Linked DNA regions of Triticum aestivum: region 2 is linked to region 1. The links are chromatin contacts, called in public Hi-C maps. All regions are on one chromosome and are shown on one strand. Each heading gives the region's core, a stretch centred on a gene start, on an enhancer-like site or on the middle of the called end of the contact. The rest is flanking DNA. Distances are from core to core; before and after follow the strand shown.

What was found. A called contact is a pair of places that touch in the nucleus more often than the background predicts.
Region 2: a Hi-C map of leaf shows a contact between it and region 1, with 2.2 times the contacts expected there. The contact joins the promoter of LOC123170092 here to the promoter of LOC123166363 in region 1. A contact is called at or near these places in 3 of 5 Hi-C or Micro-C datasets (leaf and an unstated tissue).

Annotation. Positions count from the first base shown.
Region 1 is chr7D:608,084,112-608,087,270 of IWGSC CS RefSeq v2.1, reverse strand. It overlaps LOC123166363 (lysosomal Pro-X carboxypeptidase), which reads right to left and starts at 1,763. Exons shown (of 10, transcript XM_044584154.1): 1 at 1,182-1,763; 2 at 701-881; 3 at 340-473. The coding sequence starts at 1,646.
Region 2 is chr7D:608,483,518-608,486,723 of IWGSC CS RefSeq v2.1, reverse strand. LOC123170092 reads right to left here and starts at 1,762. Exons shown (of 5, transcript XM_044587933.1): 1 at 1,413-1,762; 2 at 426-1,041; 3 at 210-316. The coding sequence starts at 230. LOC123168800 (50S ribosomal protein L35, chloroplastic) reads left to right here and starts at 1,930. Exons shown (of 3, transcript XM_044586666.1): 1 at 1,930-2,243; 2 at 2,351-2,467; 3 at 3,197-3,206. The coding sequence starts at 2,016.

The DNA.
Region 1 (3,159 bases), core at 514-3,013:
CACATCCATTAAACTCCATGCTAGTGCAGAAAAACGCTATCACCAATTGATAACCCACAACTGAAAGCCATTAAGGTGCCGCTAGTGTACTGATAACGCTACAGGAAAGAGAGACATGCTACCAGACGACACCAAGTGAAATCCAGTACTACTAATAACTCAGAGCAGACACCGTGGATCAGTCTGCAGCAGACGGACGTAGTACGTCCATGTCAATCTGCCGTGCGTTCTCGAGAGTCAAGACCAATAATTTGACCGTGACAGTGGGCCATCCGACCAGAAATTATTTGACCAGCTTTTTTTAGAACACAGTAGTGATTAATTCAAGTAGTACTGTACCTTGAAGTCCTGCGAGACGGCGTCGTAGAAGCTAGACCACGGGGTGATGTCGTCGAACTGCAGGATCGGTGCAGAGGACGCCAGGGCTCCCATGGCGACGTGGGGGTACTTGAGCCTGAACCATGATGCCAGCACTAGAAACAACAGTCAACAGCCACAAAACAACAGCATTATTTAGTAGTGTTTTTTGGAGGATCCACATGACAGCGTCAGTTTTAGATTAGCTCATCCTAATCGCGACAATAGTATGAGCCGGCAGAGCCAGTCAACCATGGAAGTAAACTAACAGGCAGATCTAGCCCCACGTCGCATGCATGCACGAATATAATAGAAAAAAAACATTGATTAGTGAGGGACTTACTGCCGCCGTAGGAGCCGCCGAAGACGACGACGGGGGCGTCGACGGCGGAGAGGTTCTGCTTGAGGCTGGTGATGAGGACGGCGAAGTCGGCTAGCGCCTGCGTGGACGTCAGGTAGCCCAGCGTGTCGGCCGACTTGTACGAGTCGTTCCCGAACGGCTTCGACTCCCCGTAGAACCGATGCTGCACAGCGCCCACACAAGTTTCAAACATAAAAGTCCAACAGTAGTGTTAATTACTGTTGAGTACTAAAACTGATTAGTAGCGTTAATTAAGCTTGACTACCAATGCTAAAACAACAGCGAAAATGGTGTCTGGTGTGCAGTTAACGCAACGCAATCGCCTTTGGATTTTTCGGTGCTTTTTTAAGCCTCGAGCGAATCAACACGTCGACCGAAATTTTGGACCAAGGCACGGTCGCCGATGATATGATGGTTAGCTTTAGAATATCAGCCATGGCGAAGGATGTGAAAAGCAGGGTACCTCGATGAAGACGAGGAGGGCGCCGAACTCGGGCGCGATGTCGAACATGAAGCCCGTGTTGGTGGTGAACCACTCGATGTCGCCCTCGTTGCCGGTGTACACGAACAGCGGGCCGGCGGCGGGCTTCCGCCGCCAGAAGGTGTCGTTGAGGAGGTACTTGTGGGAGAAGAGGCGGGAGGCGTTGGGCGTGAAGGTGAAGTGGTCCAGCTCCTGCTGGAAGTAGTGCGCCGTGAACGGCTTCGCCGTGCCGTTGTCCGTCGCCGCCGCGGCGGAGGCGGCGTACCTGCCGCTCGAGCTCGCAGCCCGCCGCTGATGCAGGGGAGCGAGTCCCGCGGGGAAAGGAGGGGGCTGGTGGGTGGGGCGCCTGGAGGAGGCCGCTGCCGCCAGCTCCGGCGCGAACGCCGCGAGGAGGAGCGCCAGCAGCAGCGCCGGGACGGCCGCGGGGAGCGAGGAAGAGGCGGCCATGTTCGCCCGTCGACTCGCTCGCGCGCTCTCGTCACTCCGCTCGTGTGGTGTGGTGTGGTGTGGTTTAAGAATAAGAAGGCGCGGGTGCGTGAGACCGGGACGAGACGGTCGTGCGCCGCATTGAATTAGTACATTGAAGGAGTATATACTAGTCTCTGGCTCGCCTTGTCGGGCATGGGTGCACTGGACGGACCCAGATGGTTTTACCCGGCGACGCGAGACGTGCCAAATCTGACAGCAAGTGCATAAATGCTCTACCTCATTCGATGGCTGGCGCGGAATAGCTTTGCGGGGCTGCCGCGGGGCCCAGCGGCACGACGGCGAGCGTGGGGATGCGGCGCTCTGGAGCTCTGGCATGGTGCGGCGGCTGTGGGCCCTCTTCATCAGGTGGTGGTGTGCGAGACTGCCCCGGCCTGATCTGGCGCCGACGGCATGTCGTCTGTTGTGGCTGCGGGCGGCGTGGGCCATGGCCGTCAGCTGGCGGAGCGGGTGGCGTGGCAGTGGCGGTGGATGGAGCATGTCTAAGAGGGCGGGGTCCAGATCTTGCCTATGGACGGTGCGGGGTGCGGCGAGGCTAGGGCTGCGGTCGGCGGCTTCCTTCATGGCCTCGGGGGAGGCGGCGGCGTTGTGCCGATGGTGCCTTCTTGAAGGCATCAGGTTGACAATGACGATCTCCTCCAGCAGGCGCGTGGTGGCGGGGCAGTGCAGGTTGGCACGACGGCCCTCGACAGTGGGGCTGCGGTGGCGAAGTGGGTCGGGGATAGCCGACGGAGGTGGGTGCTTGGCGGTCGAAAGTGCCGGCTACTATGGGGGGTCCCTCGTCTAGATCTAGAGTGTCCAGAACATATGGTAGCGTTGGCTCACAGTTGGCTAGCGACATGTGCTGGCTACTAGTGCAGGGGTTGGTTGCCCCTCGCACGTGTTCTCATGCCTCTCTGTCCATGTCGTGTCTCGTGGAGTGGTTGGGGTGGCGGTCGCATGCTATGACGTCGGTGGCGACTTTGTCTGAGGATGCCAGGGCGACAACCCCGCATGACAGGCTACACAATTGTCTTTCCGGAAGGCTTCATGGTGGCGGTGGTCACTACACCTCTTGGTTGTGTGGGTGGCTCTGGCCTTCTCCGGCAATGCCCAAATCTGGTGTGGCTGTGTTGTACCTCATTACGGTGGTGATCGGGACGCTTCCTGGTGGTGCAAGCGAGTTTTCGAGCCGAAATATTTGCGCTTGGCACTGACATCGGCAAACCCCGGGGGTGTCGTTCTCTTCCCGGCATTCATGTGTCAGGGTTCCGGGTGAAAACCCTTTTCTGCTTGCTCGGATTCAGCAGCGGCGACGCTTGCTCATGCGTCCTCGGTCGGGCCTAGGCGAAGTGATTAATCTAGTTCTAAGCTTTTTCGTATGTTTTGATGGGCTGCTTACTTATATTGTATTGTTTGATCATATACTTCGGTGTGTTGTTTTCTATATTGTAATAAACGGGGCGAAAAACGTGTTGACCAGCCACAATGACTC
Region 2 (3,206 bases), core at 513-3,012, 400 kb before region 1:
GCTAGCCATGTACCTAGTTATATTCTTGCATTTATTATTATATCCGTTCTCCATGCAGTGAGATCACACGATTTATACATCACATGCCCAACTAAGATAAAAGGTTGATGTCTAAAACACACACACATGGAACCATGAAAATCTCAGCAGAATTAGATTAAGGAGAACGATTAAATATTTCATGAACATAAATTGAACAAGAGTATTACCCATGTAAGAGTAGAAGTCATGATGAAATTCACTATCAAGATCAAGAAAGAGATGCAGCGGCTGATGAATCAGTCAAACCCATCGGATTAAGTAGCGTCAACACTGCCTGCATGCACAGCAACGACAGCATGTTAGAAATTTCAGTGAATTTCATCACGACTTGACAGCAGACAGCAACCGACAAAGAAAGCTTGGAGATCCCGCCATGTGCGTACCTTGACAGCAGACAGGAGCAGCTTGATAGTTAGAAATTTGATTTCAGCTATTTGACTGTTGTGATATAAGCTTCAAGTACTGCAGATCAGAGCAGAGGTTGCGCCATACTATGCAGGAAGATAGATATTGTCTGCAGGTAGCCTTGTCGGTTTGGTATGAGAATCAACCCTTCCTTTTCAAACCGGAGAAGGCACAATTCCTTGCGTGTTTTCTGCATACTGGATGGGTCCCTTTTCTTTTCACCAAAGCTTGCAGTAATGATGATGTTTGGAAATCCGGATGTGCCCCAGTGATTCTCTACATATGTACCCAGTAGGTAAAGCACCAACAAAGCAAACAGTAATTGATCTCCGAACATGTACCTCTATTCCAGTGAGGTAGCCAGAATATCTGTACGCCCGGAGCCATCTTCGTTGCTACAGTCTCCGAAGCTTTTCCCTTCCACGCCCCAGGCCACAGAGCCCTCTCTTCCACCCCAAAACTGAATACGTAGTTGTCGTGTTGGAGACTGTTGCCAAAGCCTGCGAGTATGGATGGTCTCGTAATTTTCTCCCCACAGAAAGAGTGAAGTCATACCATACTCCAAATTTTCTCCAATCAGATATCAGTCTAGTTCTTCACATAAAAAGAAGAAAAGTTAATCAGTACATCTGGATCTGACATGAACTTACTGGCCAAAAGCTACGAAACCACAATAACAATCAATCAAAGGCATACAAATCACAAAATTTGGAGAATCAAAGAGTTGAAATTATCAGTGAAATTCTTCAGAAATTGCACATATTCCACATATTATGTCAGAAAACTGACGACACACATAACATGTTTAAATGTTCAGAGGTTCCACGAGACCATCGTCGCCAGGCTATTAACACACGCATCCTTTATCAAGAATGAAACACAACATTACGCCATCCAGAAATGCAGTCGATATGGCATTTCTTTGTAGAAAGCAATGCAGGTTAGAACTGGAACTCTGGAAGTACCTGAATAATCCTGTCGAAACTGAAACTATCATCATCAAGGAAGCACAAGGTCTCCCGCTTAGGCGCCAAGATCACCGATACTCGCAGGCCATCGGATAGATCGACACGGAACAGCCTTTCGAGAAAAGGGGCATTCTCGATGACGAGTTCCTCCTTGGTGAGAGGAGGCGGGCGACGATCTCGCCCAGGACGCCGTCGGGGAGCTGGCTGACGCGGTCACCGACGCCCCCTTCGTCTTCATCCGCTCCGGGGTGTCTCCCGCCGCCAGCTTCCTCTTCCTCGAGCCGGAAGCCCCCCTCCGTCTACCTGGCCGGCGCCCCCTCGTCGCCGGCCGCCGCGGCTAGGGCCTGGCCGCCGATGTAGCGGTGGCCATTCGCGACGGTTACGATTCGGCGGCCCAGGCCCATGATGGACGCGGGCTTGGTTGACCGGGCCAGTCCAGGTGTGGCCCGCTTCGACGGCCCATGTGACGTGAACTTGTGTGAATTTCCCCGTACGCTATCCGCTCAGCTCGGCTCTCTATCTAATCCCCATCGGCTCACTCTCGGAAGCAGAGGAAGAAGACGCACCCAACAAGAACCGCGCGAGAGAGGAAGCCAAGCCATGGCCATGTCGCTCTCCCTCGCGCGCCTGGCCCTGCCGCCGGTCCTCCAGGCCCTCCCGGGCAGGAGGCCGGCCCACTCCGCCCTCGCCTTCCCGGCCAACTCATTCTTCGGCGCGCCGCTGGCCGTGGCCGCCGCCGGCGCCGCCGCGCTGTCCCCGGCGGCCCCGCTCCCGCGCCCCCTCGCCGTCGTCGCCGCCGGGAAGGGGTACAAGATGAAGACGCACAAGGTTTCCTCCTCGCCTTCTTCTCTGGGTTCCTTATCGTGGAATGCGTTTGCCGCCCTGGGCGTTTCTTGATTTCCTCTGCTCCGGTCTGTGTGTGTGCGCGCGTGCAGGCGTCGGCGAAGCGGTTCAGGGTGACGGGCACCGGGAAGATCGTGCGGCGCTGCGCCGGGAAGCAGCATCTGCTCAGCAAGAAGAACGCCAAGCGCAGGAAGAGGCTCTCCAAGATGGTAACTACATGCTTCCCATTTTGTTCAGCTAATGGTAGTTCAGTTGTGAGAAATTGATGTGAATTCAGTACTGCCCAAACTAACACGGCCAGACAGTTTGGTTGGTGTGATGTTCCGATTGCTCTGCAATTCAACCGTGATTGACAGGGCTTCATTTTAGCTGTGCCTTCCTTGCGCCACGCAGGTTCGGCCAAAGTATAACCGGTTGAATCTGTCTCTTTCCTAGTTTTAACAATGTGCATAGTGTAGGATGTTTGGCATTCAGAAGCTCCCGCTTGTTTTCATTGTGACTGGTTCTCCATATGTAATTTCAACTCACTCCACACTTCATGAACCATAACTGATGCTAATATCAGGTCGTTGCCGAGAAGAATGTGCCATTCCTTTCATCTGTATTTGTGCTAATTTACTGCAAACTGCTAAATGTTGAATAGTGACTTATATGCACTGCTGAAAGTATTATTTGGTCCCTTGAGAACAGAGACATATTCCAACAGATTAGCAACCATGAGCTTTGGTGTAATAACAAAAACACAGGTGTCTGGAAACTTAAGCCACTGGGATAGTAACAGTAATTTGCTCTGAGATGTTCCATTTTTGGTGTAGCTTCTTTAGAGCTGCATAGTAGTACTATGACTCGATGACAGCTTCACTAGATCTGTGAAACTTGCCACTTTGTGCCGCGGCGCCAATTTTGCATGCCTCTGAGACTGCTATCTTCCGCTGCAGGTCCAAGTTA